Regions from separate parts of the Rattus norvegicus genome. Here regions 1 and 3 are each linked to region 2. The links are chromatin contacts, called in public Hi-C maps. All regions are on one chromosome and are shown on one strand. The core of a region is the stretch at or near the end of the contact, and the rest is flanking DNA. Distances in the headings are between cores, read along the strand shown.

What was found. Hi-C and Micro-C count contacts between places; a contact is called where the count stands out from the background.
Region 1: a contact with region 2 is called in a Hi-C map of Schwann cells, with 5 times the contacts expected there. The contact joins two enhancer-like sites. A contact is called at or near these places in 3 of 12 Hi-C or Micro-C datasets (the A7r5 cell line, the Rat2 cell line and Schwann cells).
Region 3: a contact with region 2 is called in a Hi-C map of mammary epithelial cells, with 2.3 times the contacts expected there. The contact joins two enhancer-like sites. A contact is called at or near these places in 3 of 12 Hi-C or Micro-C datasets (kidney, mammary epithelial cells and psoas muscle) and 1 of 1 datasets of contacts at active chromatin or transcription factors (oligodendrocytes).

What each region holds. Positions count from the first base shown.
Region 1 is chr7:89,043,031-89,046,241 of GRCr8, reverse strand. The region is part of intron 3 of Sntb1 (syntrophin, beta 1); the gene reads left to right. Among named protein-coding and RNA genes, the nearest start is that of Sntb1, 170 kb to the left of the region's middle. Within about 2 kb of position 1,256, at least 3 of the 93 cell types and tissues checked have an H3K27ac peak or open chromatin away from gene starts, as enhancers often do. A contact at or near this core is called in Schwann cells, where this site is marked.
Region 2 is chr7:89,365,647-89,368,995 of GRCr8, reverse strand. No RefSeq gene overlaps it. Among named protein-coding and RNA genes, the nearest start is that of Trnak-cuu17, 130 kb to the right of the region's middle. Within about 2 kb of position 1,430, at least 6 of the 93 cell types and tissues checked have an H3K27ac peak or open chromatin away from gene starts, as enhancers often do. A contact at or near this core is called in Schwann cells, where this site is marked.
Region 3 is chr7:89,067,144-89,070,459 of GRCr8, reverse strand. All of the region lies in intron 2 of Sntb1 (syntrophin, beta 1), which reads left to right. Among named protein-coding and RNA genes, the nearest start is that of Sntb1, 150 kb to the left of the region's middle. Within about 2 kb of position 1,414, at least 6 of the 93 cell types and tissues checked have an H3K27ac peak or open chromatin away from gene starts, as enhancers often do.

The DNA of each region.
Region 1 (3,211 bases), core at 7-2,506, 320 kb after region 2:
CACTGCTGCAGAGAAGCTGCAGATAAAATATATGAACTGATAATTTAGTGGGACATGTTATAAAGACCAGGCAAGGTGAATGTGAGAAGGAGAAATTGGTTCCCAGTCATTGTTTATAATCGTCAAGAGTTGGATATATTAAAATGTTCCCTGAGGACTCACAAATGAACAAGAAATACAAACACAGAGTTATGCGTTTCAAATATGGAGCACTACATTTGGTAAAACACCTCTGCACTAAAGCTCTAGGGATCAAAGGAAGAAACATCAGCTACCTTGGCCTGGGAGGTTAAGGGAGGTCTTTAAGCAGAATATTAAGTTCAGATAGAAAGACTGAGGATGGCAAGCTTAAAGCCCCAGAAATGCATGGCCTCATTTAAGAATAACCATTAATCTTATGTGGCTGGAACACTGGAAAAACACTCACTCTCTCTCTCTCTCTCTCTCTCTCTCTCTCTCTCTGTGTGTGTGTGTGTGTGTGTGTGTGTGTGTGTGTGTGTGTGTGTCTCGTGTGTGGGTGTGCGCGCCCGTGTGTTCAGGTCATACTGACTACTTTTGTTAGCAATCTCCTTTGGCAATTGTACCTCACTCCTATGCTGCTGTATTGCACTTTTAGAATTCTTTGCATGGCTTCAAAGACAACCTATTGCAGAACATAAAAATCAACCATAGAGTCACATGGCATCCCCTTTAGTCCAAATGTATGTATTTTCTTTCTCTCTTTCTTCCTGCCTGCTCCTAGATCCAGGTGCCCAGAGCCAGGAACCTGGAGGCAAATTGTAAAAAAGAGAATGGTGGTTAACATGTTGCTGTATCAAACAAGGGTGACCAGCAGGCTATGTCACCCCGGGAAGCTGAATTCTGTAATATCAATACTACTTTGGAATGCTAAAGCTGTATATATGAATTCGATATTTGAGAGAGATGTATTGCATTGCTTTTTATGAAAAATACAATCTAAAGCTGTATGGATGGTACTAAAAATAGATTTGCACATGAGCATTCGACTCTTAAAATTGTTCTGCCATGGTGTTTTAATTCTAAAGAACTGTACAAGTTTTAAGGGCATAAGTAAACATTTTCTCGATGTTTTATAGAGTGATTTAATCTTCATCAGTTATTGTAAATGCCCAAGACTCTGCACAACCTCCCTATAGAGCCTGATTCGCTGAGCAAGTGAGCGTACAGCTCTGTTTATGATGATTAGCTGCCCAGCTCTGCAGGAGTCCCGTGCTCTCTCAGGACAGGCACAGGCTCTGTCACTCATGGAAATGTCTTCTTGCTGTCACAGTACAAAGAACTTCTTGAGATTCTGCACCTACCCCATGTGTGTGAGCACTGAGAACAAAGTCTTCCTTTTAAATTTTGTTGACAAGAAATTCTATTCTCTGGGCCTTTTATTTTAAAATGATTTAGAAAAATCCAACCATGGCAGATCCTGGAATTTTACACATAATACTTTCTTTGTTCATTTATTCATTCAAATCAAAACTAATTCTAAATAGAAAGCAACCTAAGCTTTAAAAAAAGAATCAAAATCCAAAATGAGCAAGCATGCTATAAAGATCCGATCAGGCTTCCTCTCTAAAATCACCAGTAGCTGAAAGTATACAGATTATCGTGCCACTCAGAAAGAGAAATCGACAGTCCTAACACACATGTGAAGTATCTGCTTTGAATCGCAACCTCTCTGGGATGTGGGAGAACTTTCTGACCTGGTCGTTCTGCTCCTGCTAGGGTTTATAGAAAGAAGGAAGGAAGGAAGGGAAGAAAGAAAGAAAGGAAGGAAGGAAGGAAGGAAGGAAGGAAGGAAGAAAGGAAGGAAGGAAGAAAGAAAGAAAGAAAGAAAGAAAGAAAGAAAGAAAGAAAGAAAGAAAGAAAGAAAGAAAGAAAGAGAGGGTAGGGGGAGGAAGGAAGGAAGGAAAGGGAAGGGAAGAAAGAAAGGGAGAGAAAGAAGGGAAAGAGAGAAAGAAGGGAAAGAGAGAAAGAAGGGAAAGAAAGAGAGGAGGATGAAGGGAGAAAGTGAGGGAGGGAGAGAAGGAAGAAAAAAGAAGGAAAGAAAAAGAAGTGTGTACGCAGTGTTCGTATTCAAAGGGGGAGGAGGCATGATGGAGAGGGTTCAAGAGCCAGGCTTGATGTAACTATTCTTTTTTTTTTTTCTTTTCTTTTTTTCGGAGCTGGGGACCAAACCCAGGGCCTTGCACTTGCTAGGCAAGCGCTCTATCACTGAGCTAAATCCCCAACCCCGATAGAACTATTCTTAAAGGCATGTTTATTATTACATCCCATTAGCGAAGAAAAGAGAGAGAGAGAGAGAGAGAGAGAGAGAGAGAATAAAAAGAAGGAAGGCATGCAGCGATCATTATGCATGCCTGAATTGGAGGTGTGCTATTCAGCTTATGCTATTTGGATGATAAAATAACACTTGAAGTTAAACAGACTTACTTTAAACTTTCAGCCTGGCCCAGTGACCGTTCACTTGGATGCCAATATTTCATTCCTGGAAATATGATAATGCCATGTGGATATTCAAAGCTTTCTCCTTTTCTCTTATTTTGATGATAAACTCAATCAATTCTTCATGTGAGCAGAAAAGCAAGTTGATAATCATGAAGCTCTGGGGTCCTGCACAGGAATGCTTCTTCCATGAACTTTTAGGCGACCCCATATTTGCTGCCTTCTCTACCTTCTCCAGTGCCTAGTTAGGGCAGGATGTACGCTGTGTACCAAGAGCCAAGCCAAGCTGCTGACCTTTGCATTTTGTGAACCCTCGGCTGAGATGCTGACCTGAGATCACACATATTGCTGGATCCATCATGTTGCTTCTTGGCTCAGATACTAATGTGCAGCTAATGAGTTGCATAGTGTACATATTAAACCATTGCGATTGCCAGATACACGGTGAGATGGAGTCGGGAAGGAGCAGCTAGGACTGCACAGGCATCGTCATAGAGATGAGCAATTAGAAAAGCTGGGCTGCAGAGCAGATTCCATGGTTTATAGGAAGTAATAAGTAATCAAGGGATAAGGGAAACGCTGCCATCCATCTTCTTCTAAATTAAAAGTTATTCCCTCCACATGAGCAAATGCTTTATTACGCATGAACTAAGGAGAAATGTTGAAATGTTGAAGAGCCAGGTAATGAGTTTTATTACCAAAAGTAAACTGATATCTAAGCTTGATGTTCAGTCAGAGTAAATTTAAGACCTCT
Region 2 (3,349 bases), core at 181-2,680:
ATAGACTTTCCATAGACTCATAGGAGTATGGGAACTGCTTGATACATATGGGAAAGTAAATTCAGGTCTTCTGAAAGATGACCTATAGCACACGAGATATATAAATCCATGCCACCTTTTTCAGTAGAAATAAAGATTAGTGGACTTTAAACTCATTTTTTTCTTTAATGGTATGTACTTATTCTAGGAATCTCACCCTCTAAAACTACTAATTAAATTACTTAGTCATTTTATCCTAATCTAAATGTCAAGACTAGTTCTAATAATAATGTAACTGCTATCACTGGCCAACAGAACTCAATCCAAAAACACAAAAAACAAAAGCTTGAAGCTCTTTGTATTCTTAGGGCCAGTCTCCCTAGACTAGATGTGCAATCCTATTTGGAGATTTGTGTTTTAAAGGCATTCGGAGCAATTCTGGTGACTGTTATAGAACAAGATTCATATCCAGTAAGTTTTTAGAAACTAATAGGCTTGGTTATGCTGTTTTCTCTTCGCCTTGGGTTTTGTTAAGAAGTTGTATAAGATAAAGATAAAGAGCTGGAGAGAAGGCTCAGTGGCTGAGATTGCTTCTTCTTTCAGAAGACCTGAATTTGGTTTCCCATACGTATCAAGCAGTTCCCATACACCTATAACCCCAGCTCCGGCTGATCAGATGCTCTCTCCTGGCCTCCAAAGGCACTGCAAATGTGTGTGTGTGTGTGTGTGTGTGTGTGTGTGTGTGTGTGTTGTGTGTGTGTTATGCACAAACACTATAAAATAAAATATTTTTTAAACTAAGATTAGTTAAGATTAACAGAGAAGTCTATTTCTTTCATATCCTAGATTTCATATTTTTCTATCTCATGACCCATAACCAAATTTTAAAGAGTTTGTTGTTTACCCTACTAGTGAAATTATGAGTAAATGTATATACTTATTTGTTCTTTTTAAGTCTAAGCTATATCATACTATATATAATGTATATACATACATTGCTATACATCTTACATTTGTTATTACACATGTCCTGGACACTATGCACATGCCAGTACATATAAACAAGTCCCTTCTCCTTTCACAACTATACTCTGGGCCACTATATGAACGTTCCAGTGTCACCTCAGTCAACAGTCGGGTTGCTAATTATTGCTTTATATTTTCCTGATTAAAACCTCCTCAGAGTCCTGCCAATTCGACTTATCACTATCATTTACTATACAAGTAAGCTACTGCATATATGCAGTTAAGGACTTGACCAGAGTCATAAGTTGAGAAAGGAATGGGGAGAAGCTAAACTCTCCTATCGCATTACCTCTGTTGAAAATGTCGAGGTAATTTCAACTGTAGCGAAAATATCTGAGACCTAGATGTGGGAAGGAAGCACATGCCTGAAGGCAGACTGTGAAGGAAAATTTAGCCCAAGTTCAAGGCTGGAATGTTGAGCCTCAGCCAGCCTGCGGGAAGGGCATCAGAGAAAACAACTGGTCTTTTGACCGAGTCCCAAGTTAAAGGAATGCTAGGCACTCATAAGCAGGTGGATCTATTTTTGGCAGAAAGATCATCTTATTGCGAAAATCACATCATGCCCCTTCTATCACAGCATACCTACAGCCCTGGTACCAAGATAAATTCACTAAAGACTTGCTGTAAAAGATATAGGACAATCCACTCTCCCCCACACCTTCTATCACGGACCTCTTATTTCCTTCTCCTTGTCCTGTAGACCAGTGGAAACCTACATGCTCTAAATCAAACAAAGCAAATGTAGTTTTAATTAAGCCAAAAATCATTAGTCTATTTAGAACAGAAATTAAATTGAGGTTTGAAGGAAGCCTTAAGACTTTAATTAGAATCTTTCATTAATATTCCTTTTATTTATGTGTTTGAATTGTTGTTTTTAATTAATATTTTTATTTATTCGTTAAGATTTTTCATACAAGTAGACAATATATTTGGTTATATCTAATGCTCCTTCCCTTTTCATTTATTTTTTTAAAGACAAAAAGTGAACTCTGGGGATGGAAATAAAGCCCTACTATTCTTTCATCTTAAAATGTGCATCCCCAGTTCTGTCTTAGTCCAGAAGACTTTTAACCCAGTCTCTTCCAAGAGCTTCCTCTCCACAATAATTACATTGAAATAAAGCCTGAACATCTTTGCATTCACAAGACAGGAGAATTGCTGTCACTGGAGACAAAAATCATATTCATTGCTGCCCTGACTAAAGCAGGAGAGAGTTTCCAAATGGCTCAGAACAAAAGACTTTTTTTTTTTTTTGCCTTAGTCATCAGAATATCCCGTTCTTGAGTGGCCTTGTTAAGAGAGGTTTTATTGTATAGTGTCTACGCTTCTAGACCAAACAGACCAAGCAAAATTGCCCCAGGGTCATTATTGCACTATAAGTTGGACAGCAAAAGGCTTGCTTGACCGTGGAGGCTCTGACATGAGCTAGAATCCTGATATTCGTTCTTTCCAAATAAAACTTTTGGCAAACGGGTCCAGAAACTAAAGTTTTACTCACTGGGCATATCTGAATTTACTGTCTGCCATGTCCCAGGGAGAGAGAAGAGGATTAGATATGAGGCACATCCCGCAAATCTGTGCGGGAACTAGAGGAAGAGGTAAAAATCAGAGAAGAGAGGTCAGATGTGTTGCATGCAGAAGTTCAGCATTGGACAGAGTTTTTAAGTTCTTTGTGTCTCTAACTGATTCGCTTCTGAAAGAAGCTAGCAATATTGAAATCACAAGGTTAGCACTAAACAAGTAGCGTATCTCTTCCTGTCGTGGGTCCTCCATAACTATTAGCTACTTTCCCGAACAAAATTAGACTGTGACTGCCAGCCCTTAATCCATCTCTCTCCCCTGCATGTTCCATATCATTAACCTGGCAAACCCACACTATGGATGCTGCTCAGGCGTGATGAACACGGGTGTCAGGGTTAAATAGATTTCTCTAAGACACCGCGGTTCATATGAAGGAAACATGGGGCCCAGATCAATTCAACCATAGTTGAAGTGGACTAACTTTCAACCTGTCCCTTATGTTATTTTCTATGACAGTAGAAATCACGAAGATATACATATGGGGGGGGAGAGAGATGAATTTCTGCAGGAAAGTGACTGGGGATGCTTCCTGAAGGAACCAGTAGGTAAACATACACTACTGCGGAAACTTCCAGCAAAGCCTTCAAAGAGGAGTGAGAACTTATTAAGCCATTACTTCCCCTGTCTTTGCCACCCACACCCTAGTCACCATCAAGCCTAAATGTGATAATTACACATGTTACAGCAATGTATGGTATTTTTTTCCCCAAATTTTTACGGCTACCACCCTGAACCAAGGCACATAATTTCATGCTTAGTTGGG
Region 3 (3,316 bases), core at 165-2,664, 300 kb after region 2:
CAATGCTGTTTGGATGAGTTGGCCTTTCCAGTGGGCCACTTCTTACCCAGGGAATGGTTCCCATATCATCCAGCTCCTAGGCTGGCTAGGAGGTGAAGACAATAAGAACAGTTGTGTGTGTGTGTGTGTGTGTGTGTGTGTGTGTGTGTGTGTTTGTGTGTGTGTGTGTGTGTGTGTGTGTGTGTGTGTGTGTTCGGGGGGGGAGTGCACCCCAGTAGTATGAGTACTAGTCCTCATTTTAAATGTTGGTATTATGTTTTAAAATATGGGTGGCTTAGAGGTGAGGTGCACTGGCTGCTTTTTCAGAGGTCCAGGGCTCAATTCTCAGCACTCATATGGAGGTTCACAAATGTTTATAACTCCATTTTCAGAGGACCTGACACCCTCACACAAATATATATGAAGGCAAAACACCAATGCACATAAAATAAAAATTTAAAAAATGTTTTTTCAAGGTACAATAGACATTTATTACTTTCATCTATTTTTCTCTAGTGTTATCTAAGATTAAGATACTTTTTTTCTTAGCATAACACTTTTTTTAACTTAGCATATATTTCACTGTTGGTTTTTTAGTTTGCTAAGCACAAATATGTTTTTCTTTAACAAATAAAAAATAAGTAACTTTCTCTTTTCTGGTTACATTGCAAGACATTTTTGAGAAATGGAGAAAAACATAAAGGGTGAAATAAAAATATATCAAAACTCTGGCGTCCAGAGAGAGTAACCACTACCTTTGTCTTTTAGGAAGTGGTTCTTAGGCGCCACAGGAATTATGGCCCTGAGACCTGGGAGCAGCCATATTAGTCACATGGTCATCTCAGTGACTCCTGGTTTTCACTAATAGCTAATAGCTTCACCTTTATTTTCTCCAGCTTCACATCAGAGGACAGTGTCCTAGTTTCAACTTCTGTTTTACTTATTAATTTTCTATTAGGGGACCTGAAGTTTTATACCGGCTTCATATTTCTAAGCTAGAGAAGTAGAAAATGCTGGAAAGTGTTTGGCTCAGTGGAAGCTTTGCAAGAGTAAGAGAAGAAAGAGCCTCTCTCTTTCACCATGAGGTTTGCCAAATGATCTCTGAGAAGCTGCGATACCATTCACAGCTCTGCCAAGCTGAGTGGAAACTGCTCGTCTTGGCAGACATCTAGAGTGAGCATCTAATTCCTCGGGGTTGGTATGGGTCCTTTATCAGAAATAGTTCCATAGGCAGTATTTACATAACTGTGGCGGAGTGTGTGAACAAACACAGCTGTGGCATTGCCCTAAATATTTCTATTCAATGGGGAATTAAAAGAGAACTTTATCGCTGAACTACAGATAAACACAATTCATCAAGCAGTGGTCAGTTCAACTGGGGAACGAAATAGGAGTTATAAAAGACTAGCCTGCTCAAAATAGCTCCCATCAGCCCTCCTGGCTTTATTGCTCCTCTACTCTCTCCTCCTTCCTCACCCCCAGTTCCAGAAATGTAGGACTCACAGTTAACAAGGGAGTTCTCTCACTTTTTTGTATCCGGAGGAAGGGAGTAGTTGTGTTTACTGGCTGAGCGGAGCCCTACTATGGCCAACATTTTCCTGACTGTGTTTGTGGTCGTTGCCAGCAGGTTCCATTTATCCTTCTATGTGATAGGACTGGATGTTAGTGGGCATGGACATTTCTGTTATGAAGATTTTTTTTAAGTCCAAGTGTGCTGTAATGGATACATGATAGACACGGTTCTAACTGACCTATCTTGGGCCTCTCTCTGAGCTGCCATGAGTTTTAAACTTTAGAATAGTCCTGATCCCACAATGGGAAGGAAGATGGTTGTATAACATAATGAAGTATCACTTGGTAGTTGGAAATGATAGAAACTGGTCCACCTCAAAATTTCAGAATCTGGAGACCTGACACTAGTGTGTTGACAGGGTGGGCTCCTACTGGGAGGACAGGGTGGAGAAGCCCTAACTCCTACATCTCTCTGTCATCTTCTTTGCTGTTCATCTCTGCCCCTTTTCTGCCCCCATTTTTTATTTTCTGTATTGCTTGTGTGTGTGTGTGTGTGTGTGTGTGTGTGTGTGTGTGTGTGCAAGTATGCATATATCATGATCTAGAGGTCCCTTTTCTGTCCCCTTTTCATTTTATGTATTGCTCTGTGCTGTGTGTGTGTGTGTGTGTGTGTGTGTGTGTATGTGTGTGTGTGTACCTGTGTAAGCAAGTGTACATATATCATGATGTAGAGGCTAGAGAACACCATTCAGAAGTTCATATTCTCCTTCAACCATAGGTTTCATGGATTGAACTCAGGTTGCCAGGCTTGGTGGCAAGTACATTTGACCCACTGAACCACTGACATTGACTCACTGCTTCTCTTCTGTGTCTTACAGTGTGACTAGACCCACCCACCTCAGTCTAGTGGATAGGTTAGTGGGATGAAGGAATCTCTCTCACCTTGTCTGAACTATATCTTCATGGATTCCATTTCCAAAAAAGATCAGTATAAGGTCCTATTTGGACTTGAATTTTGGGAACACACTGATCAACCCACTGTAGGTGATAAGTTTTTTGGGGCTATTGACCAGGTTACTCACTTGTTCTTATAGCACCTAGTACATGCTAGATATGTTGTGAGTATGTTGGAATTAAAGGACATTTTCTTTTACATCTGTCCAACACACACACACACACACACACACACACACACACACACACACTCAAACACACACTAAATAAATATAATTTAAAAAATTTAAGGGCTGGAGAGATGGCTCAGCGGTTAAGAGCACCCGACTGCTCTTTCAGAGGTCATGAGTTCAATTCCCAGCAACCACATGGTGGCTCACAACCATCTGTAGAGAGATCCGATGCCCTCTTCTGGTGTATCTGAAGACAGCTACAGTGTACTTATATATAATAAATAAATAAATCTTTAAAAAAAATTTAAATAGTCAGGAAGAGAAAGCTAACATAAATGTTACTATAAGAAGAAAATACAAAATACATTTACTTATATTTACTAACAAAGTTTCTTTTCCCATTACTAAGTCAGTAATCTTAAATGTTGACTGTGTAAACAACAATGGATAATGGAAGGATTTATTAGTCATAAAGTGTCATGCAAATTTCTTTGTGAGGAATATTTATAGTTATTATCATCAGAATCATCACTTTCATCACAATTGCCACCAGTGTTGTTCTGTAAAGGAATGGAGAAATTTAAGGCTTATAGAGATTAAATCTCTCGTTTGTCATCATAGTATAAGTAGCTGTATTTCACAGTAACCTAGCTTGAACTGGCTAAAGGAAAGAATGGGGCACAGCATAAGAGACACTG